2 separate regions of the Sus scrofa genome follow, and region 2 is linked to region 1. A link is a contact called in public Hi-C data. All regions are on one chromosome and are shown on one strand. The core of a region is the stretch at or near the end of the contact, and the rest is flanking DNA. Distances in the headings are between cores, read along the strand shown. Region 1 overlaps LTBP1 (latent-transforming growth factor beta-binding protein 1). Region 2 overlaps LTBP1 (latent-transforming growth factor beta-binding protein 1).

The links. A called contact is a pair of places that touch in the nucleus more often than the background predicts.
Region 2: a Hi-C map of embryonic fibroblasts shows a contact between it and region 1, with 2.8 times the contacts expected there. The contact joins two enhancer-like sites. A contact is called at or near these places in 4 of 47 Hi-C or Micro-C datasets (embryonic fibroblasts, fibroblasts and subcutaneous adipose tissue).

What each region holds. Positions count from the first base shown.
Region 1 is chr3:106,325,851-106,330,972 of Sscrofa11.1, forward strand. All of the region lies in intron 33 of LTBP1 (latent-transforming growth factor beta-binding protein 1), which reads right to left. Among named protein-coding and RNA genes, the nearest start is that of RASGRP3, 110 kb to the left of the region's middle. Within about 2 kb of position 2,846, at least 5 of the 83 cell types and tissues checked have an H3K27ac peak or open chromatin away from gene starts, as enhancers often do. A contact at or near this core is called in embryonic fibroblasts, where this site is marked.
Region 2 is chr3:106,546,750-106,551,905 of Sscrofa11.1, forward strand. It overlaps LTBP1 (latent-transforming growth factor beta-binding protein 1), which reads right to left. Exons shown (of 36, transcript XM_021087653.1): 7 at 3,033-3,200. Among named protein-coding and RNA genes, the nearest start is that of LTBP1, 180 kb to the right of the region's middle. Within about 2 kb of position 3,607, at least 33 of the 83 cell types and tissues checked have an H3K27ac peak or open chromatin away from gene starts, as enhancers often do. A contact at or near this core is called in embryonic fibroblasts, where this site is marked.

The DNA of each region.
Region 1 (5,122 bases), core at 1,596-4,095:
AAGCAAATCAGTTTTACAAGGCACACATTCTTTGCTTCCTCTTTGAAAAACGAATAATGGCATTTAAAGTCAGTTTTAATAAAATCAGGTTGAATGCTATAAGGTCTCTCTAGAACCTTGCTGATGCAGCTTGAGGACCAGTGGCAGCCCCACTGCCCTGGGACTTAGGCACAAAGAAGCCTGCCCACCCCCTTTCATCTAGAAACTAGAATCTGCTTTTTTTACAAGATAAGTACTTTTTATAAGATGACCGACGGGTCCATTGATGTTTATGAAGCAGTTGTCTAGAAGAGAAAGTTTTACATGAGGACAACCGTTTCTGGATTTGTCTCTCTTTAATTCCGTGCTTTATGTTCCGATGCTATTGTGTAATTGTGTAATTTTTATAAGAACTCTGAATTTCAGTTACATTTGAAAATGCATTTAATCTAAGTCACGTAGCACTAGAAGCATTAGGTGCCAAAATCTTCTGAATGTGTACAATGTGTTAAACACTATGCTGAGTGTTCATTGTTAACTTACTTAATTCTTACGACCGCCCTGTGAAGCGGGTGATGTTTGTTTCAAGTGAGGAAACTGAGGCACAGGGAGACAAAGGAACAAGGTTGCATAGACAGGGAGGCGCCACACTAGGATGCACACCCAGGCAAACTGGTTTCAGAGCCCATGTGCCCAGCCGTCTGTGGCTCATTTACTTGCTCTGCTCCTGCAGAAATGTGCTCAATGAAAGATGGTTTGCTGTAGGTATGACCAGAACATCCTGTACTAATCAAGGGAATGCCCACTAATCACAGGGCCTTGGGGAAGAAATTGCTAACTTTGCTGTGGACTTCTTGGATTTAGGGTAGAGGATCCCTAAATTCTAGGCCCATCATTTCAGGTGTTTAAAAGTAACACTCCTCCTGGGCTATCTAACTACTTCCTATTTCCAGTGGTTTCAATATGCATTCCCCAGGACCTGGGGTCCTTCACAGATCACTCAAGAACCTAGCTAGTTGTTCTCCCTACCTGGAGCTTCCACATCTTTGATGTTAATGAATTCATACACTGGAAGTTACAGTAAGAATTTAGTCACCAAAAGATGACCATTTTTTAAAAATAAAAGACTGAAAACCACTGAGTGGAAGGATTTGGCTGCCTACAGACTAGAGGTTCTTTTTGGAGAATTCGTCATCAGTATTGCACATATATTAACTAGAAAGAGTGCAGCAATGATGCTAAACTTTTAAAAAAAAATTGGGTGTGGTACCAGTATTTCTTCATATCTCATACTTTCCTAAAAATATTATATATACAGTGTATATTTGGTTCCCATGGATTTGTTTGAATTTACATTAAAACGTGTTTTGTTAGATCAGTTGAAAATAAGGCAATATTCTAAAATTCCTTTCTAACAACACAATACTGAAATGTTCTTTTAAAAACTTAGTCAATTAGATTTGATTTGCCAAGGCACTGGCTCCTCAGATTTACATGCAGTAACTACTTAATATGTCACAGGATCAGGACAGGGATAAAATAAAATGAAAATACATGCTGAACCTTTCCTAAAAGAGTTTCCATAACAACAGGGATACCATAAGCCACGTGTTGGGTCTGTGAACAAAACAGGCACAAAGTTCCTACAAATCAGTAAGAAAAAGACACCAAGTCCAACTCCCCAAATGGGCAAAGGATATGACACTCACCAACAAAGAAATACAAATCATCTATACACAAAACATGCTCAAATTCCCTCGGAATAAGGGCTATGCATGTAAGATACCCATCTGTCCCACCTGATAACAATTTTAAAGGCGAAGCATACCCCATGGTAAGAGGGTAGGAGGAAAAAGGCATTTCAAACATTGCCAATGTGAGAGTACATTTGTACAGGAGTTTTGCAGAGGAATATAGCAACTTTAAAGTACATATACTTCTGGACGTAGTGTTTTCATCTGTAGGAATTTTCTTCCCAAGGTACTTCTACAGTTATATATTAGATATTTATAATAGGAAAATCAGGACTAGGACAGGGCAGGGGCTGGGGGGTCAGAGAACCCAAATGCCCAGCGCTTGAGGTGATTAAGACATGGTGCAGGCATACTTTGTATTACTGTGCCTTAGTTTACGGAACTTTTCACAAATTGAAGGTTTGTGGCGACCCTGCATCAAGCAAGTTTATTGGCACCGTTTTTCCAGCAGCATTTGCTCATTTGTATGTATGTCATTTTGGCAGTCCTCACCATATTTCAAACAAGTATTGCTACCTTTTTTTTGGCTTTTGCTCTTTAGGGCCACATCCTCGGCATATGGAAGTTCCTAGGCTAAGGGTCGAATCAGAGCTGCAGCTGCCAGCCTACACCACAGCCACAGCAACGCAGGATCTGAGCCGTGTCTTTGACTGCCACCACAACTCACGGCAATGCCAGATCCTTAACCCACTGAGCGAGCCCAGGGATCGAACCCACATCCTCATGGATCCTAGTTGGGTTCATTAACTGCTAAGCCATGAAGGGAACTCCTATTATTATTACTTATTTGTTATGGTGATCAGTGATCTTTGGATGTTAGTGTTGTAATTATTTTTGGGTGCCACAAACCCTATCCACATGAGACAGAAAATGTAATTGATCGTTGAAGCAAAGGATTAGAATATTACATGAACTGAGTTGATAAAGCAGTGGCAGGGCTTGATAGGGCTGACTTGAATTCTGAAAGAAGTTCTACTGTAGGTAACATGCTATTAAAGAGTATTGCATACTGCAGAGAAATTGTCTGTGAAGGAAGAATCAACTGAGGTGGCAAACGTCACTGTTGTCTTAAGAAATTACCACAGGCACCCCCACCTCCAGCAACCATCACCCTCATTAGTCAGCAGGCATCGACATCCAGCCTCCACTAGCAAAAGGATGACTCATGGAAGACTCTGATCACAGTCAGCATTTTTCAGCAATCCAGTACTTTTCCATTAAGGTACGTGCCTTGTTTTAATAGACATATTGCTATTGCACACTTAATAGATGGCAGTACAGTATAAATATAACTTTTATATACCCTGGGAAACTAAAATTTTGGGTAACTTGCTTTATTGCAATATTCCCTTTATTATGGGGTCCTGGAACCAAACCCATAATATCTCCAAGGTCTGCCTGTACATCCATAAAACAGAGGCTGTGCAGCCATTTAAAAGTCACCATCTTTATTCAGTTCTAAGATAGCCTAGATTGTAAGGCATATCTGGATAACATTGAAATGTGAAAAAATGGCTTGTGGCCATTGATAGATGCCATCAGTTGTAAGATACCCCCAATTTCAGAGATGCAGAAGCATAAAACAGAAACCAAAGTGTGCCTTAAATCAATGATACAGATTTCAGCTTTACATATTCTCTTAAATATAAATGTGTAACAATAAGTAATATAAATAATAAGAATCGATGTGTATAAAAAAACACATGGAAGATTAAAAAATATAAACTGTTAAGAGTGAACACCTTCAAGGAGCAGAGTTCTGCTGTGATGAGGAAGCTAGAGGGGGACATAATGTCTGATTAGTTATTCAGAAGGAATATATATTAAAAAAAATTAAACAGCCAAAAAAAATTTGCTTAAATAGAAAGTGTAAGGTATGAGCATCATGAGAAGGTAACTTAAGCCCCACTATATTTGTTTCCTGCAGATTTCACCTTCCTCTCCTGTGGCATCTGCCTCCAGGAACAGAGGCAGCAGCAATGCTAGTGAGATGCCACACTCCTCGTGTTCCTGCTCTTCCTACATCCTCCCCATTCGCACAACAAGCCAACCAGAGAGATGCCTTCATTTTACAAATGATCTTCACTGGGTGAGGTTATTTTTCCCAGGTCCAGCACCTGCTGAATCTGAATTCCAGAATCAGACTGTTTGGCCCCAGAACACACACTCTTTCCATTTCGGGGCTACTCTTCTTCTTACCATCTATATCTTTACATATTGGCTCTTCATCCTCTGCTATTCTTTTTCTGTCATTTCAAATTATTTTCTTTTTTATGCTACATTGGTTTGAAGTTACTTCCAAGCTAAAAAACCTAATTTATTAAAGAGCTAACAACTCAACAGCAAAAAAGCCCAAGAACCCAGTAGAAAAATGGGCAAGAGAACTAAATAGACATTTCTCCAAGGAAGATATACCGATGGCCAACAAGCACTTGAAACAATGCTCAACATCACTGATTATTAGAGAAATGAAAATCGAAACTACCATGAGATACCACTTCACACCAGTCAGAATGGCCATCATTAATAAGTCCACAAATAACAAATGCTGGAGGGGGTGTGGAGAAAAGGGAACCCTCCTGCGCTGTTGGTGGGAATGTAAGCTGGTACAACTGCTATGGAGAACGGTGTGGAGGTACCTCAGAAAACTATACATAGAACTACCATATCACCTGTCAATCCCACTCTTGGGCATATATCTGGACAAAACTTTCCTTGAAAAAGACATGCACCTGCATGTTCATGGCAACGCTATTCACAATAGCCAAGACATGGAATCAACCCAAATCTCCACTGAGAGATGATTGGATTAGGAGCAGGTGGTATATATACACAATGGAATACTCCTCAGCCAAAAAAAAGAACAAAATAATGCCATTTGCAGCAACATGGATGGAACTAGAGACTCTCATCCTGAGTGAAGTAAGTCAAAAAGAGAAAAGACAAATACCATATGATATCACTTATATCTGGAATATAATATACAGCACAAAGGAACCCTTCCACAGAAAAGAAAATCATAGACTTGGAGGACAGACTTGTGGTTGCCAAGGGGGAGGGGGAGGGACTGGGAGGGACTTGGAGCTTTGGGTGCAGAATGTTGCCTTTGGGATGGATTAGCAATGGAATCCTGCTGTGTAGCACTGGGAACTCTGTCTAGTCACTTATGATGGAACATGTAATGTCATAAAAAGGAATGTAAAAGTGTAACTGGGTCACCATGCTGTACAGTAGAAAAAAATATACACATAAATAAAAGATTAAAAAAAGAGCTTGAACATTGCCTTCTAACTAACTAAAAATTAATGCATGTCCTCTTTCCAAGCAATGCTTCCCCTCTTGGCCATTCTGAGAATGTGTGCATGATAAACGTCTTCACTTTATACCCA
Region 2 (5,156 bases), core at 2,357-4,856, 220 kb after region 1:
GTGTCACCCCTGTGCCTGCTACAGAATAACCCACTGCCTACCTATTACACCTGCATTGTGTGGCAATGTGACTGGACCTGGAGAGGACACAGACCCTTGTGAGCATGACCATCGGCCAAGATGAAGCCAGCATTCAAACCCAGAGCTGTTCAACTCACGGTTGCTCATTCTCTGTTATACCACCTGGCCTTCCCACAAAACCCAGGTCCCCCAGCTCCTTCTTTCCCCCTGTCTCCCATACACATCATGATTAGACCCCAGAGAGTTAAAGAGGACTCAAGGAGACCTGGGCTCTAGTCCAGCTAATTGACTTGCTATGCAACAAAGGCAAACTCAAGCCAGTGTGCCTTGGTTTCCTTGTCCAAAATGGTGACCATCAAATCCATTCTACTTCTTTCAGGATAACCAGACATCACCATGAAAATGGTAAAAAATATTTTAGCTGTTCTGATCATCAACATGGGTTATTTAATTAAGATGCCTAAACTATGCAATCCATATGGTTTCCCCCGTATCATTGCGACTTCTTGGGGCAGGGGTCAGCAAACTCTAGCCCAACAGTCAAATCACCCACTGCCAGTTTCAGCGTAAGTACTGCCTATGGCTGCCGTCATGACATCACACAGGGTTGAGCACTTGTGACATACACTGTAAGGCTTTGAAGTCTAAATATTTACTACCTGCCCCTTCGAGTTTTCCAGTCCCCACCTTTCAGTAGCCTAAAATATCAGAGGCCAAAGAGCAGCAGACAAGTTACAACACATTTACAGTTTTTCTCAAACTCTTTTCCATATAACATAACTTATTTATCAAAAGATTTAACATATTATAAACAGAGAGAGAAAAATCAACTAGAAAACCACTTCCTTAAGTGATAAAATTATGTTAAACCAGTAAATTCCAAAAAGATATCTTACATGCCTGAAGACAAATTTGTGAAAACCTCTGTATTTCTAGAGAATTGTAATCTCTAAATTTTACAAAATCACCAAGTTCAAAAATGTTTAAACCTTGTCCCTCAAATTATCTAATATTTGAATTAAAGTAGAAATATTCCCTATGATTTCTGACATGAAACTATTCATTACAATGCCCTGTCCCTTTTATTATTTTTTAAAATGATATCACTTTGCCGATCCTTTTTGGAAGAGTTCAGTCCTGGTTTTGAAGTTTTTTTGGTCAACGATTTTGTTCCATTTTGCATTTTGAATAGGCTATGTGTATCCTGTTCCTAAACAACTGCTTAAATGCCAGAGAGGAAAGTGTGTAGCATGTTTTAACAAGTAGACTTCCTCTCCGTCTCAAAGCCTTCAAATATTTCGTTTCAAAGTGAATATACCATAAGCCAAAAAATTATTACCTAGACAATTACTTGGTCATTCCTACCATAAAGATTTATGAAAAACATCAAAAGAAAAAGGAGCAGACATTATCGATGATGATGACGGAAGAAGAAAAACAAGAGAGCAAGGAAGGCAATCCAGAAAAGCAAAAGTGGGAAAAAGCCATTAAGCCCTTAATAACCTCAATGGGATCTGCTTTTTCCCTTCCTTGTCCATAGCCCTCCAAAAAAAGCCAAAAACCAATTTCACTTGTAACTGATAAGAAGAAGTCCTAAGATTTTAGAGATGGATTGAATAAATGGCTATAAGCAATTTATTTTGGGGGTGAGAAAAACTAAGGTCCAGAAATACTAACTTGTCACACCACAGAGATTAGCAAGTTTAGTGGCAGGACCAGAATCTAGTTTCCTGATCATCAGTTTAACACACTTCCCGTTAGACTCAGCTCTCTGCCCTGCTGAAGCCTAATGTGCCTTTTGGCACCTAACAGCTAAATTCTTCTAACAAATACACCCAAAGTACCAGAAAATTAACAATACCTTTTAAATAGTATCTACAGGCACAGGTTTTTTACAAGCACAGACTATCAAGAACAGTGCTTCAACCTCAAGAGCAACAGGAATCACGATAAAGCAATACGATAATCAAAGCGCTAATAAGGACTTTCAACTGTCTCCTTGTATTTTGTCTTGATGGAAATCAGTTTGAAACAGACACCCTCACTGCCCCCTAGACACATACTCCCAAGACTAAACAGCAATATTCCATAAAAAGACCGGATCTAGCCAGTGTTATTATCTGTCTGACATTTGGGTTATTCTTATGAGTAACTCATAAAGTAACGTGGGTGTCTGTGATTATTTGAGTATACATGGCAAACCATAATTGGTCAAAAAAATAATAAAAGACATTTTTCTGTGACAAAAATACCGTATTGCATGACAACATGGCAGTGTGACAGCATTTAGTGGACCACAATACTTTCTCCATTTACAAAGAAGTCCAAAATAAAGAATTTAAAAGTATAAAAAGACTTTCTGCAGTACCTACTGTAGTTCCTATTTAAATTACAAAAAATTAAAAGGTTTTAAGTGCTGACAGTAATCTGCTAGTGTTATCTTCCCCCAAATCCGTGTCCTGCATCAACTTCTAATTCAGTCTTTTGATACACAGCACAAACGTGGCAAAAGATGCAAGGCTGCCTCCCTTTCGACAACTAAAATACAGATCTTTTGCTAATTTTTAGAAATTTTTTTAGAGCCTGGCTATTTAGGAAGTAAAAGGTTAAATTTACTCACCAGCCATATTTCGTAACCTGAGTCAAATCTAACATAAATTCCACTTATCACTGAGCAGATAAAATTTGAAATTGATCAATGCAAGTGGGACAGGAGGGTTTTAATTTAAAGCCTATTCCCTTCTGTCCTCCTGAAACTTCCCCATCACCAAGGCTGTCTGCATGATAAGCCGTAAAGGGCAATACTCTCCTTGCCAGTTCTCTTGGAAACCAAAAATCAAGTTAAAAATTATTCCGAAAGTAATTTCAAGGAGCTCGTGAAAGCAGCATATCCGGGCTCATAGACAGAAAGTCATTCAAGCAGAGAGCATGTGAGTGGAGGGGTGTCTAAATGCTCCGATCTCATACAACTCTATTCAGTAAGGATGGTTAAGGACCGTGGAGGAACTCACCCACTCGGAAGTTCGTGGCTGTCAGGGTGTCGGCAGCGTGACCATTTTCACTAATGAGAGTGGTGGTGTTCCCCTTCTCACAGCTGTTCTGACAGCTGCCCTTGGTGCAGGTCACTTTACAGATGCTCGGAGTAAAGACCACCTTGATGCGGCCAGTGTGGTTACTCACTAGGAGCGGAGGCAGGGAGAAAAAGAACAACAAACACATCAGCTTAGTATCCATGAACTTGCCTTGGAAGGTTTAAAAAAAAAAAAAAAAAAAAGGAAAAAGAGAAAGGAAAGGAGGGAGAAGGGGAAAGAGAGAGCCCACAGCCCGACAGGTTTAAGGAAAGAGGGAAGCCTTTAGTGCTTGCTGCTCTGTATCCAGTGGTGTCTCTGAAACAGGAGTAGGAAGCTTAGCAAACAGAACTCTGGGATGCACTCCAAAACCACATTTGAAGTCGAGTCACTGGAGTGGGATTACTAACCACAATGCTGCACTTTATTCACGGGCAGACAAAGAGCAGTACGGAGGGCACGACAGATGAAAGAGCCAGCCCCGACAGGCAGATGTAATGCACAGAGGTTGGCCGTGCACCTAGTGGTGAATAAACTCTTGTGTCCTCGACTTGCATACTTTCCCTGTTCCTCCACTTATTAAGTCACTATTTGCGCCCGACCCCTGGAAATGTTTTAGGCATGCGGCATGTCTGAAAACATCTGTCTCAAATCTCCTGGCACTCCCAGCTGAAGTGATCAAATCCTGTGACGCAGCTGCGGGAGCCCGTGGCTTTTTCACAACTCTGGGGCACCCTTTCTCTGTATAAATTATGCGACCTATATCTGGTTTTTCTGGGAAGAGGGTCCATCTGAGAAAAAGGGAGGCCAAATCCCAGAGCGAAGGGGGTTGCCACCATGAAAATGCCATCCTGGAGCTCTCACTGTGGCTCTTCATGAGCCACCTAAAGCAGTTATTTCTTTCATTCACACAGCCCTCTTTTCAAAACCAGATGCCATCACCTGTTACACAGCAGAGGCAGGACAGTATCACAAAGTGGGCAGTCAACTACAAGTCAGATTCTGGGTGGTAATCCTGCACCACGGTGGGACTCTGGACATGACATTTCACCTTGTCCCCAAGACATGAGAGAATCAGCACTGCTGTTTCCCAGCCAGTTTTAACTTTCAGTGTTTATCAGGACCCAGTAAGCTATGGCCCCAGGCTCAAAGCTGGCCCACTGCCTGCTTTTGTAAATAAAGTTTTATTGGAACACAGCCACTTGTGCATTTACGTATTGTCTGTGACTGCTTCTGTGCAGTAACAACAGAGCTGCACAGAGAAGGGATGGCTTCACCCAGAATTGCTACTTGCGGCCAGGCCCCATTATGAACTCCGGCAACATGCAATACAGACATCCTATTTTGACATCCGCATTTGTGAGATGCCCCCGAACCAGGTCCTTCCACCTCCCAGGAGTCTGGCAGAAAGCAAAGATGGTAGCGGCAGCTCAGGAGAGCAGCAGAGAGCTGATTCACCTTTGAAGCTTTAAGGCTGGTGGGAAGCAGGGCCCTTCCTGTTGTCACTGTGTTACTGCAGCAGCCAAAGGAAAGTCTGCCTTTGGGTAGGCCTGCCTTCTGCCATCCTCTGCCCCTCAGAAGAGATTCTCCACCTTTCCACTGTTTTGGTTTGACCAGGATTGCATTTTCAGAATATCATCCAAGAAGCCTCTATAGGCCTTCAACAAAATAAAATGTGGTCAGATCTGAGCTTGGAGACAAAAACCTTAACCAAAGGAGCCATTAGAACTTCAAGGTTGGAATGGGACTTCAAAGGTTTTCTGACAACCTTTATTTGAACATCTCTAGTGAAAGGAAACTCATTACCCAATAGAGCACATTCTAGTTATGGGAAGTTCTTAGGAGGTGCTCTTCTTTCTCAAGCTGAAGTCAAGTCCTCACAGTCGGTTGCGCCCATTAATCCTCATTCAGTTCCCCACAGTCTCACACGCCAACGCCTCTACCAGGTGACGGCCCTTCAGCTCCTCAAAGACACTGTTACAGCGTAAGCCAAGAAAGCTGATTATAAAAAGGGACCTGAAGAGATCTGCTTGGGTTGGTCCTCTCACTTCAAGGAAAATGATTCTG